Regions from separate parts of the Mus musculus genome. Here region 1 is linked to region 2. A link is a contact called in public promoter capture Hi-C data. All regions are on one chromosome and are shown on one strand. The core of a region is the stretch at or near the end of the contact, and the rest is flanking DNA. Distances in the headings are between cores, read along the strand shown.

Region 1 (6,365 bases), core at 1,197-3,696, 2.9 Mb before region 2:
ACAGTCACTACTCTGATCCATAATTGTTCCTGTTTGAAAGAATTACAGGGATGGAAATGGAGAGGAGCCTGAGGAAATGAAGATCCAGCAACAGGCCCAAAGTGGGATCCAGCTCAAGGGGAGGTCCCAAGGCCTGACACTATTACTGAGGATATGGAGTACTCTTAAAAAGGGACCTATCATGACAGACCCCTGAAAGATCCAACAAGCAGCTGAAAGAGTCAGATGCAGATATTTGTACCCAACAAATGGATAGAAGCAGCTGAACCCTGTTTTTGAATTAGGGAAGGCTGAAAGCTGAGAAAGGCGATCCTGCAGGAGGACCAGCAGTCTCAATTAACCTGGACCCCTGAGATCTCTCAAAACACTGAACCACCAAACAGACAGCATACACCAGCTGATATGAGACCCCCAACACACATACAGTAGAGGACTTCCGAGTATGTGATCATTTAGAGATGATACACCTAACCCTCCTGAGACTGGAGGCCCCAGGGAGTTTAGGGGTCAGGTGGGGTGGGGGCTGGAGGCATCCACGAGGAGACAGGGGGTGGAGAGGAGATATGAGATGTGGAACAGTCGGAGGGTGGATTGGGCAAGGGAGGAATAAAATATGGAGTGTAAAAAAGAAAAAAAGAACTCCCAATGTCCCATTTCCCAAACACTGGAATTACAATCACATGTCACCATGATAGGTAAATACAGTAAAGAGCTAAGTTCCAGAATCAGGAAGACTGGAATCTCAGTCATGACAATTTTATACGTATATGTTACGACCTCTCAGTTGCACTATAAAATGTATGCAAAGAGACAGGATTTTTCTTTTGTAAACATTAAATAGTGAATATAAACTGCTAGGCAGAAGGCAGAGACACCTGTGAGCATTCATGAAGTGCTATATGAATCCAAGGCACAAATAAGAACAGTGCTTTTTTTTTTAAAGCTAGTTGCTATGCGTGACGAACATAAAATCTCCCTGAAAGTATTTATAACTGTTTAAGATATAAGTTAAAAAAATCATAAGGTGACAATATTTGCATCATTCAGAAACTATAAAAGTTCAGTGATTAATCAAACAGGCAGTTAAAAAGATCAACATGCTTTTCTAAATATAGTTTTACTCTCAAAAGGCAAAGGGGCGCTTGTCTGATGCTTCAGGTCCCTTTAATTGAATATATGACATTTTTCTTTTTAAAAAGATTTGTTTATGCATATATTTTATGTACATGGTGTTTCATCTGCATGTATACCTGCACACCCGAAGAGGTCACTGAATCTCATGTTACTAGAGTTACAGATAGTTGTGAGCTGCCATGTGGGTGCTGGGAATTGAATTAGTGACCTCTGGAAGAGCAGAGAGCTCTTAATCAGTGTACCATCTCTCTAGTCCTAATATTATATTTTAATTTATGGTACACTCTAGACGTCTTTTGAGATTGACTGATTTGGAGAAATGGGAAAAGGTGATCAACAAATAATAAGAGGATGAGTGAACTCCCCCGAGGAAACTGCATTGGTCAAGAAAGAGTAACACTTTTTGCGTCTTTGAATAAATGAGCATCTTTCCTCGAACTAGACATTTGTCAAAAGCAATTTCTCTTTACAACTCCTCTGGGTAACTCCAAATCCCCACCCAAAATTATCCTGAACTATTCGCAGTGAGTTCATAGTAAAGTCAGAACATTCCTTACTGAAAGTGTACCTGATTCTAATCAATGATTTCCACAACATAAAACGTGTATCTAAAGCTGATGCATACCGTTATAGGAATGATAGCGTCTCAGTAATGCATAGCAGAAAAAAAACAAAAAACAAAAAAAACAAAAACAGAAGCCATTTTTAATTAAAACTGAAGGAGAAAAGTTCAATTAATTGAAAATCAGGAATGTCCCATTCTGAATGCATGCAAAAGCCGCCGTCTTCAGCTGCCTGCTTGCCCTCCCAAGTGAACCCCCAACTATTTTAACAGTATTCAGTAAAGGGTACATAATGTAACTTTCAAGAAACAGGGAGACCAAACCCTGCGAATAGACAGGGTAGAAACACTGCACAGAACCAGTTGTCTTCGGCTAAGATCGACTTCCACGTTGGAGGTAAGTCAAGCGAATGAAGACAGTGAGCCGGATCCCAGGGCCTTCTCCAGCCTCAAGGAGGATCAGGCACCAGAGGAAAGGATGGGGATTTAGGGGGCCAACTTCTGTCTGCTCACTTCTCGGTCCTATCCACATTCGGCAGGTAGCTGGCAGGCCGAAAACACCGGGAAGAGAGGGAAAAGTCACTTACCAATCTCCGTCTATGGCGCTGATCCTGCAAGGGCCTGACGCGCTGGCCAGAACCAAATAGTCGGCATCTCAGGCAGCCCTGGCGACCGCTCGAGAGCGTCACTGACAACCACCCGGAACTGGTAAACTGCTTCCGGGAACGCCGAGCGCGCGGCGGGAAATTGTTTCCTAGAACCTAGTTTATTGGAGCAGGGAGTCCTACGGTGGTAGTCGTCGCCCCTACCGCCACCACCGGCAGCTTCGCAAGACGAAACCAGCCCAGAAGCTTCGGCCGGGAAGGTAAAGCGCCTCAGCTCGGAAGACGCCATTTACCGCGTTCTCAGGCAGCGCCTCTGACTTCCCGGCCGTCCTCTCTGGGCCGCGGAGGCGCTTGGCGCTCGTGCTTTCACAGCCTTGGTTCCTTCAAGGTGAACTCGGGGCCCGCGCCCGTGCCGATGGCCGGGCCCTCCGATCTCGGCCTGCCCGGCCCTTCTGGGCAGACAGGTCCCTGGCGAGCCCCGCAGCGCGCCCAGGCCGCTGCCCGCTGCCGGGGCTCCGGGCGCTAGGCCGCTCGCGTCTCCCGTTTCCATAGAACCGCCTAGGACGCCTCACCCCGTGCCAGTTCTTGGATGCCTACAAACCTTAGCTTCCATGAAGGTGGCAGGGATTCCCAGGGCCTGCCTTTCATTAAGATGAAAAACGAGACATTCTTTCTCTCGAGTAGAATTGTTTTTCACACCGAAATGAAAATGAGCTTTTTATCTCAGCGGTATTGTAGGCTTTGAACAGCAGCGCGCGAGCACCTCTCCTAAAGGAAGGGTTTGTGTTCCTGGGGTTCCTGAGCACCAGGACAACTCTAAGTGACAGAAATGTATTGCGTTTTCAAGGTCTGGCTAAATTGATACTCATTTACCTTAATACTCCAAATCGGGATTTGGGACCTGTGGTTGATCGAAATTGATTTTCAATTCCCCAAGCTCTTTTGTGAAAAATGACTATCCTCTACAGAGGAAAATAGATAAATAAATAAGAGAAAAAATTCCTTTGAAACATTGGAAATGACTTGAATTCAATCACGACCCAGGTCTTATATTGGTTTTCAAGCTGTTGCTGTGAATGGAATGATTCTTGTTTATTCTAGGTGTTCAAAACATAGCTTGATCATTTGGGTAGATTTGTGTGAGAAGAAATTTGATTATTTGTAAGGTAACATTAAGAATTTCACGACCTAGGATGTTGAAACACTCAAATGTTTAGATATATCTTAATGTGAGACAGTCTTCAATAAGCAACTAAACTTCAGTTAGACCTGTTTTCTTAGTCGAGATTTTTCTCATGCTTCATTGACTTGGGTGAAAATCAATGATATGATTTAGAATATTTTTGCTTTTGTAAAGCAGAAAGCTTAGATCATGTTGGTGTATGAAACAGTAGTCTGTTGTAATTCCTTTTCATAATCAAAATAAAGAGCAGTTAAAATTCCATTCCATGCATTCACAATTTCCATGGCTGCCTCTTTGATTTTTAGGAAACCAATAGTATAGGCTTACTAATTAAATAGTATTTTCAGTTTGTTTCTTGGCTGTATTATTCTACAAATTTCCACTGTTTTAAAAACCAGGTAAAGAATAAATTCAGTTCTCCATAGGTTAAAATCATAAGGCTAAAGGAGACTGAATACTTTCAGAACTTAAGTCGAACATCACCTGTTCTTTTTAAGCGATTCCAACAAGATTATTTTGAAATTTAAAATATATTATTTTAATAATATGCATGAAAATTTTCAATAATTGATCCAAATCTGTTTTGAGAGAGAAAAATAGAAACTTTTATCAATAGGAAAGTAATAAAACTCTTTAGAATATTCCAGGAAATATGTGAATATTTTAGATATTGGAATTATGTTTTTGAAAATGATTAATAATTGTTTAATTTCTTCATTTTGTTGTTCTAAATGTCTCCTATCCCACGTAGTAGATTCTTTTTTCATGTAGTATTACCTTCCTGCTATACTGATAGAAATTAGATTGCTTTGTAAAATTGCCTCATAAGATTGTTTAAGAGAGGTAGATTAAGTCTAAAATTTAAGCCAGATTGGCATTGTAGAAAAGGCATAGCCTTTCCACAGTAACAGACTTAAATCTTGGTTTCACTGTCTATCCAAAGATTTAAATCCTCAAGGTAGGTTTTTTTTTTTTTTTTTCTCTGCCCTTGGTACTAGGGATTGACTCAGTATTTATTTCCTTATCTAGGTTAAATTAGGTGTAATTTCCAGCATTCTTACCAGTATCTTGTATTCTCATCTACATTTAGGTAGATATACTGGATAAATATATGAAGTTTTTAGACTTGTAGAACACACTTGGTTCTTAATAAGAATTAAATCAATCATTTTAATTAATCTTAGACTTGTGCTTTTCTTACAGTTTGCTTCTTAAGGACTACTTTAATCCCAAATTCAAAGTTTTAGTCCAGCCAGCACCATGTATAGTGTTGGAGAGATAGGAATGTCTCTACATTGTTCTTCAGTCTCCTATTTTTTCTTTCTTACACATTTTGTTAATTCTCTGTTTCCAAATTCTTCATTAAAGGAATTAATGACCATTTCTTTTTAATATTCAAGAATATTTCAGAAATCTCATCACTAGGGACTTAGGGTTTTTTGTTTAGATTTGTGTTTTGTATGTTGCTTGTAGATTGAGCCTAGGGTCTTGCAGATGCTATGTAGACACAGTAGCTTTGAGCTCCATTCTCAGTCCCTCCAGACCTCAGTTAAATAAGGTCACATTATGGGAAGGTGGGACAGGAAGTAAGATGGCTTCTTTTTATGTTTATTTTGTGTGTGCCTGTGTATATATATGTTCCATCTGTGTATTGGGATCAAATCAGGTCTTTAGGCTTGGTGGCAAGAGCCTTTACCTGCTGAGCCACTAACAACATTTTTTAAAACAAATTCCAAAGGCTTGATATATTAGACCAAAGGTCTATTTCGTAGGCCAGGATTCCAACACTCCACCTGTAATTACACAATTCAGAGCCAGCAGAATATAACTCACATAGTATAGGAGTGTATGCTATTGTAGTGTATGTATTGTAGCAGTATTGTAAAACAGAAATCCAGAGCTTTGGCCATACTCAATTTCATTGTAATTTTAAGTTTAAATTTAATTTTTCAGTTAAATCTCTCAAATTGTGAATTCAAAGCTGTGAAATTAACCGTCCTGGAGACTTGTATATATTTTGTAAAAGTCTGTTCAAATAATCTCCAGTAAAAGATGGTCTTAAATCAAAATATTATCCTATTATAATGAAAACAAAGAGACTGCTAATTTTTAACATGCGGTTTTAAAACAATGGAAAAATAATCAAAAATCCAAAATTAATAAAAAATTTAAATACATGCCCACATTTTGTTATATGCTTGTTTTTCATACACACACAAAACTAATACATCAGTTTTATAATGTAAAAAAATTAGAGATGATTTAAATTGCTATATACTCGTAGTACTTTTGAAATGTTCTATACTCAGTGTTTGTTGAAATTAAAAAACAAATATTGGTAAAGATAATTTTAAAAGTAAAAATTTAGTTCTTATATATGTATAAGAACTAAAACACATATATATACATATGAGTGGTTATAAAACATTATAATGCAGAATAGGAAAGATTTACCCTCACTTGTTCCAAGGACTTTGTTAGGCACAATGACTTCTTTCTGAAGCAATTTGTTTAGCCAACTGTTGATCCTACCCTCTCACCTACCCTGTTTGCCTATCCTGTCCCATAGGGTTTCACTCTGTCTATGCTGACCTCTGTCTTGTAGTCATTGTTCTGCCTCAACCCAACCGGAAGCCTTTGCTTTATTTTTTTACCTTTGTTATTGTTGTTTTGGGTTTTGTTTGTTTGTTTTTTTCTTTTTTGTTGTAGTTGTTTCTTTGTTTTTGAGTCAGGGTCTCACTGTAGCTGTTGTTGGCCTGGAACTCACAGTGTAGACCAACCAAGCTGGCTTGAATCAGAGATCCACCTGCCTCTGCCTCCTAAGTGCTGGGATTAAAGCTATACTCCACCATGCTTGATTGTCTATACTTTTCTTTCTAAA
Region 2 (5,975 bases), core at 231-2,730:
GATCATCTGGGTTTCTAGGATTCTCCATATGCTCTTCACCTACTTGGAACCCATGCCTTCTCCTTTGTGTGGGCAGGTGTAAAAATGGCTTTGGGGCTACTCTCCCTGCTTCAGGGCTGCAGAACCTTTAGTCACTGCTTCATTTTTTTTTTTCTTTCCCTACTTTGGCTCTGGTCATTCCTAGGCCTACCTATGAACTTACTTGTACACTCAAAAGTATCCTGAGCTTTGTCACTCTGTGGCTTACCAAAAACAAAAGCTGAGATTCTTATTTTATTTATTTAATTGAAAGGAAACAAGCTGAGTCATCTACTGAAGCAGTTCACATCTAACTAGGCTAGTTAACTGAATTCGTTAGGGAGCACCATGACTAAACACTCCACTATATAGTGGGCAGCAGGAGATTAGGGTTGGATATAAGGTAACTAAGGAAAACCGCAGCTTTGTCTTGGTAGCTGTGCCTCCCCACTTTGCAGTTAAACATTCATGAAGCTGAAATTTCTCCTGTTTTGTCATAAACTAAGGGGTCAGGGCACTTTCCCAGTTGCAACCCCTACACTAAGGGAGGGTCTGCATCTTTAAAAGACTGACTTCATCATATAATTTGCATTGTGGTTATGACAGGTTACCTATACTGTTCTTTCATTTACTGAAGATTTACCCCATCATCCATTGGCTTGGGAGAGCCAGACTTTGTAGTGATGTTATGGATAGGCACACAACTCAACAAATGTATGCAGAAAAGGTGAAAAAAAAAAAACACAACCAAACCTGTCAGGGTAGGGTTGTCATACCTGATGGGTGAGTGGAAGAACCTAAACCCCGCCAAAATTTACTAAAAGTTCGTAACAGTGTGGGGAAATCTCTGTATCTGCAGAGGTAGAACAAAGTTTCTGGCTGTTCTAGGTACCGGGGCGACTCGATGCTTCACTGCTTCCTTCAGCTGGAGTAATTCCACCAGCTGCTGTTTTGCTCGTGGTTTTGTTTTCTTCGCCGCTTCTACGTGCTACGCGAGCAGCTATCAGCAGGCAGCCCACTCTCTGTGGCACTGTCCTGAATACTTGAAATCTACTTGCTGTCAGAAACCTCTGGGGGATGAGGGCGAGGACAGCAAGAAGAAACAAATATACGAAATATAAGTAGTGGAATCTTGAATACAAGACACAGTAAAGATATGGAGAGGTGTGGAGAGACTAAGGTAGCTAAGGGGAGGAACTGAGCAAGGGCAAACCTAAGTGGTTAATCCGGAGAGAAAGGGTGGGTACAATAGGTGCTACTTAAAATAAGAGGGTCGGGAGAGCGCCAAACGTCAGACGGCGGAGCCAGGCCTGAATCTGTAATCCCTGATCCTGAGTCTGTGTCACCAGAAGCACAAGTTTCCTAAGAGTCTACAGAAAGATCGCCCGTACAGCGCCTTCAAGGTTACCCAGAGCCCATCCTTCCGCCCAGACGCCGGAAACGGAAGTGACCGCGTTGCACACTTCCGGTCCGGCTCCGGGAGGTGGCAGCGGCGTTGCGGACGGTGAGGAAGCTCTGCTCTGACAGCCTTGGGTGCCTGTGCGGTGGGCGGGGCGCTGGGCCCTCGACTGTGGCACAGTGTACCCCTTAGTGGGTTTGTCCTTGGCGAGGGACAGCATCGGCCGACGTTTCTGGCGGGATGCGACACCCTCTAGTGCGGGTCCCTGGGCGGGTTTGGGTTTGTCCTCGGTGTGCGTCCCTCCCATCTCCTTGGTCGGGGCTGCTTCTACCCTCAGAGTTCCCTTTTGCCCCAGAGGCCGGAAATCTGACAGTCCTCAAGCTGCCATTGGAAGCAGATTTGGTGGCGATCCAGTACAGTTTTTTTAGTTTTTGATTCTCTGTGTTCAGGTTTATGAGTGGACTCTTTCTTGCAAAGCTTTTTTGGTTTTGGGTCAGCTTTCCTTTTGCATCTGGCTTGTAACACTGCCACAGGAGTGCCTTTCACCTGTCAGCTGGAGTGGGGGACTCCATGCCAGAGGGATGGTTTGGTATTATGTTTAATACCTAGTCCTGTAAATAGAATTATACAAGTTTTAATGTTTTGGGAATGCTGAAGATAACATGTCAAACTAAAGCAAAAGAAAAAAAAAAAAGCCCGCAGTGAATCAGTCCTGTTAGAAGTGGTTGTGGAATCCTCTTTCTGTGGCCTGCTCAGATTTCCTGTCTGGGTACGAGTAATTTTATAGTCAGAAGATGAAGATGGTGTTTGCAATGCTGTTCCACTTGAATGAAAATGCAAAGAGAGAAATACACAGGGAGAAGCTACATAACTGGAAATGTACAATGGATTTTAGTGGTTTTCTGAGACTACTTGGGAATAGAGTGAAAGATTCCAGAAGGTAGGTCTTTATCACATCTGTGGCTGTTGAGTAGCTGAAATTAAAGGAAACAGTGTTATTAATTCCCTCATTTGCTGGATAGTCAGCAAATAGCCATTGTAGGTCCATGACTTGGATAGTATTAGATATTAGACTAAAGGGTGATTGACCGGGTACATTTGTGCTTAGGGGAAACAAGCTACTCAAGTAAGGACAATAAATTACCTTTTGCTGTCTTATCTTTGTTTTTAGAAGTGTTCAAAAGTAAGAAGTGGTATCTTGGCCACCCAGAGCAATGGTAAGGGAGTATAAGACTCGTGTTTGCCCACTGGGCTGCTGCTGAAGTGTAGGTAATAGTTGTTGCCTTCCAGTGACTAACTACCCCATGGACTTGGGCAGCACTAGGGTGAGCTCCAGAAATGAAAAGCTGATCTTTTATAGGGCTAAGAATTGTGTTAGAGCTGCCTTTGACATAGTCTTAAGTCCCTGTATAAATACTCTCTGTGTGACTGTCTTACGCCTGTGAGATATCCCTGCTTCTCTCTGTTAAGGTAAAATCTTCTTAGCAATTGAATTCTAAGGATTTGCAGTTTTGTTAAGGAGTTTATGACCCAAGTTCAGCTTTCATTTCTAGTTTGCTAATTTAAATGCCATAGAAATTCTCCATTAGTTGCATGGTGAGCACATGACCTTTGCATGTGGAGTCGTCACTTCATTTTGACATACCCTCTCCTTTGTGTATATAGTGTACCTGTGGTATGACATGTGCAAAGATTCTGCCTGCTTTTTGACAATGAAGGAGACAGACCTGGAGGCTGTTGCAACAGCAGTCCAAAGGGTTGCTGGGATGCTTCAGCGCCCAGACCAACTGGACAAAGTGGAGCAGTATCGCAGAAGGGAAGCTCGGAAGAAGGCCTCTGTAGAGGCCAGGCTAAAGGTAGGAGACCATAGAAATGACGGGACTGAGCATTTGTCTTGAGTTTCTCTTCGCCACTACCCTGCTTGCCTACCACCCTATTTTATGGAAATATATTCTCAACTGAGGTTGACTCAGTCTTGTGACAAGTTAACATAAAGTTAGTCAACACAGTATAGTATATATTATGTGTGTGTGTGTACATATACACTTAAATCTAGATTCTGTATATGAAAGCCTGGTATTTTTGTCTTTCTTCTTACTGTTTTTTCAAGTTCCTTTCATTTGGACTAGCAGTTCTCATCCTGTAGATCATGATCCCTTTGGGGATCGAGCAACCCTTTCACAGGGGTCAGTCACCTAAGACCATCAGAAAACACACATTTACAGTAATGTTCATAATAATAGCAAAAAATTTAAAAAGTACATTTATGAAGTAGCAAGGAGCCGGGTGGTGGTGGTGCACATCTTTAATCCCAGCACTTGGGAAGCAGAGGCAGGTGAATCTCTGTAAGTTCAAGGCCATCCTGGTCTTCAGAGCAAGTTCCAGGACAGCTAAGGCTGTATAAAGAGACCCTATCTGGAAAACCTACCTACCAACCAACCTACCAAACAAAATGAAGTAGCAACAAACATAATTGTATGGTTGGGGTCACCACAACATGAGGAACGTGTTAAAAGGCTGCAGCATTAGTAAGATTGAGAACCACTGCTTTAGACTCTTTTCTTCATACCTCATAATCCCCTTTAACTTTCATGCTCTCTCTCTCTCTCTCTCTCTCTCTCTCTCTCTCTCTCTCTCTCTCTGTGTGTGTGTGTGTGTGTGTGTACTTAAATCTAATTTCTTTAACTCTGAAAGAAGACATGCAATATTTGTTTTTCTGAGTATGACTTATTTAATCAAAATGACCTCTAGTTTCTCTCCTTTCTTTTTTCTGCAGATGACGTAATTTCATCTTTCTTCACAGTTGGATAAAATTCTATTGTGCACTTTATCCATTCATCTGTTGATGGACTTCTAGGCCAGTTCTGTGTCTTGGCTTTTGTGAATAGTGCAGCAATAAGCACAGATGTGCTAGTAGTATCTCTTTCGCTTGTGACATAGACTCTTTTGGGTGATAGAGCTGGATTGTATGGTAGTTTTATGTTTTGAAGATACCTCCATACTGAGGCACATACTTGTGTACCATGTGCCTGTCTGGTGTCTGCAGAGGTCAGAAGAGGGCATTAGGTGCCCCAGGAACTGGGATGGATGGCTGTGAGCCACCATGTGGGTGCTGGCGACTGAAGCCAGAACTGCAAGGGCAGCAAGTGCTGTTCATCACCAAGCCATCTCTCTGCCTCCCAGCGTGTTTTTTTTAAATGATAGCCATTATGATTGGAGTGAGATAGAATATTAATGTACTTTTGTTTATCCAGCTATTCTTGCTTCTTTGATTGATGGTTTTGTGTGTGTGTGATGGTTTTAGGCAAGATCTCGCCATACACCTCTGGCTGGCTTTGTACTCCCTGTGTAGCCCAAACTGGCCTCAAATTCACAATAGTTCTTTTGCTTTAGGGCTTGAGTGCAGACTTTACAGTTGTGTGTCACCACATACACCCAGTATAGTTTCAATTGCATTTTCCTAAAGGATAATGTTGTTGAACATTTTTTCATGGATCTTATTTGCATTTCTTCTTTTGATAGCTATATGTTCAGTTTGTTAGCTTGTTAATGGAGATTTGGGGTGTGTGTGTGTTTACTTGTTTATGGGTGGTAGGTTTTAATCTCCTGTTAGATATAGAGAATGCAGAAATCTGTTTTGTAGGCCGCCTTTTCACTGTTTTGATTGTAACATTTGCTGTTTAGAAGCCTTTTTACCTCTTGTTGTCCTATTTGTCAGTTCTTAATGATTATTTCTTGAGCCTATTTGACTTCCTTTTAAGGCATCTTGCATATGCTTGTAGCTTACAATGTTTCTCTGTTTTGTTGTAGCATTTCAGGTCTTACATTAAGGTCTTTGATCCATTTTTAATTGATTTTTGTGCAAAATTAGTGACAGGAATCTGGTTTTATTCTTCTCGTTGTGAGTACTGAGTTTTCCCAGCACTGTTTTAAAGAGAGCATCTTTTCTAATTATGGTTTTGATACCTTTATCAAAAACTCGATGGTTGTAGTTGTATTTCCTTTCTTTTCTGGATCTTCAGCCTGTTCCATTAGTTGGTGGGTCAGTTTTCATGTAAGCACTGTGCTGTTTTGACTTTATTCTGAAATTTGTGCTTCTATAGCAATTTCAGGATTGTTTTCTTTATTTCATCGTTTTTACGTATCTCTTAGTTCTTTGAAAGTTTTTAAGTGCACCTAAAAACTTTTTAGTTATTTGCAATGTTATTTGATAATACTCATCTCTCCAACTCTTCCCAGATCCATTTCCATTTCTTTATCCAACCAACTTTGTGTCCTTCTAGAAAAAGAAAAAACAACAAACTTCCAAAACCAGTTTGCTGCCCAGATACTGGAGTGTAGTCAACGTATTAGGTGCTGGACTCTTAGAGGAAACTGGTCCTTCTTTTCCCAGCAGGTAACAATAACCAGCCTCCTTGCCAGGCATGGGCTGTGTGCCCAGCTCCCTGGATATGCTGGCATTCAGTCTGATTTGGGTGTGCACAGGTGCTGTGCATGCTGTCAAAACCATTGTGAGTTCATATGTGCAGCTGCTGTACTGTATCCAGATGTGTCCGTG

The links. Promoter capture Hi-C pulls out the DNA fragments that hold promoters and counts their contacts.
Region 1: a promoter capture Hi-C map of pre-B cells shows a contact between it and region 2, with 4 times the contacts expected there. The contact joins the promoter of Slf1 here to the promoter of Exoc3 in region 2. A contact is called at or near these places in 2 of 39 promoter capture datasets (liver and pre-B cells).

What each region holds. Positions count from the first base shown.
Region 1 is chr13:77,131,549-77,137,913 of GRCm38.p6, reverse strand. It overlaps Slf1 (SMC5-SMC6 complex localization factor 1), which reads left to right and starts at 2,446. Exons shown (of 21, transcript NM_134071.3): 1 at 2,446-2,561. It overlaps 2210408I21Rik (RIKEN cDNA 2210408I21 gene), which reads right to left and starts at 2,378. Exons shown (of 20, transcript NM_001145676.1): 1 at 2,284-2,378.
Region 2 is chr13:74,204,205-74,210,179 of GRCm38.p6, reverse strand. Exoc3 (exocyst complex component 3) reads left to right here and starts at 1,480. Exons shown (of 13, transcript NM_177333.4): 1 at 1,480-1,522; 2 at 3,083-3,273. The coding sequence starts at 3,100.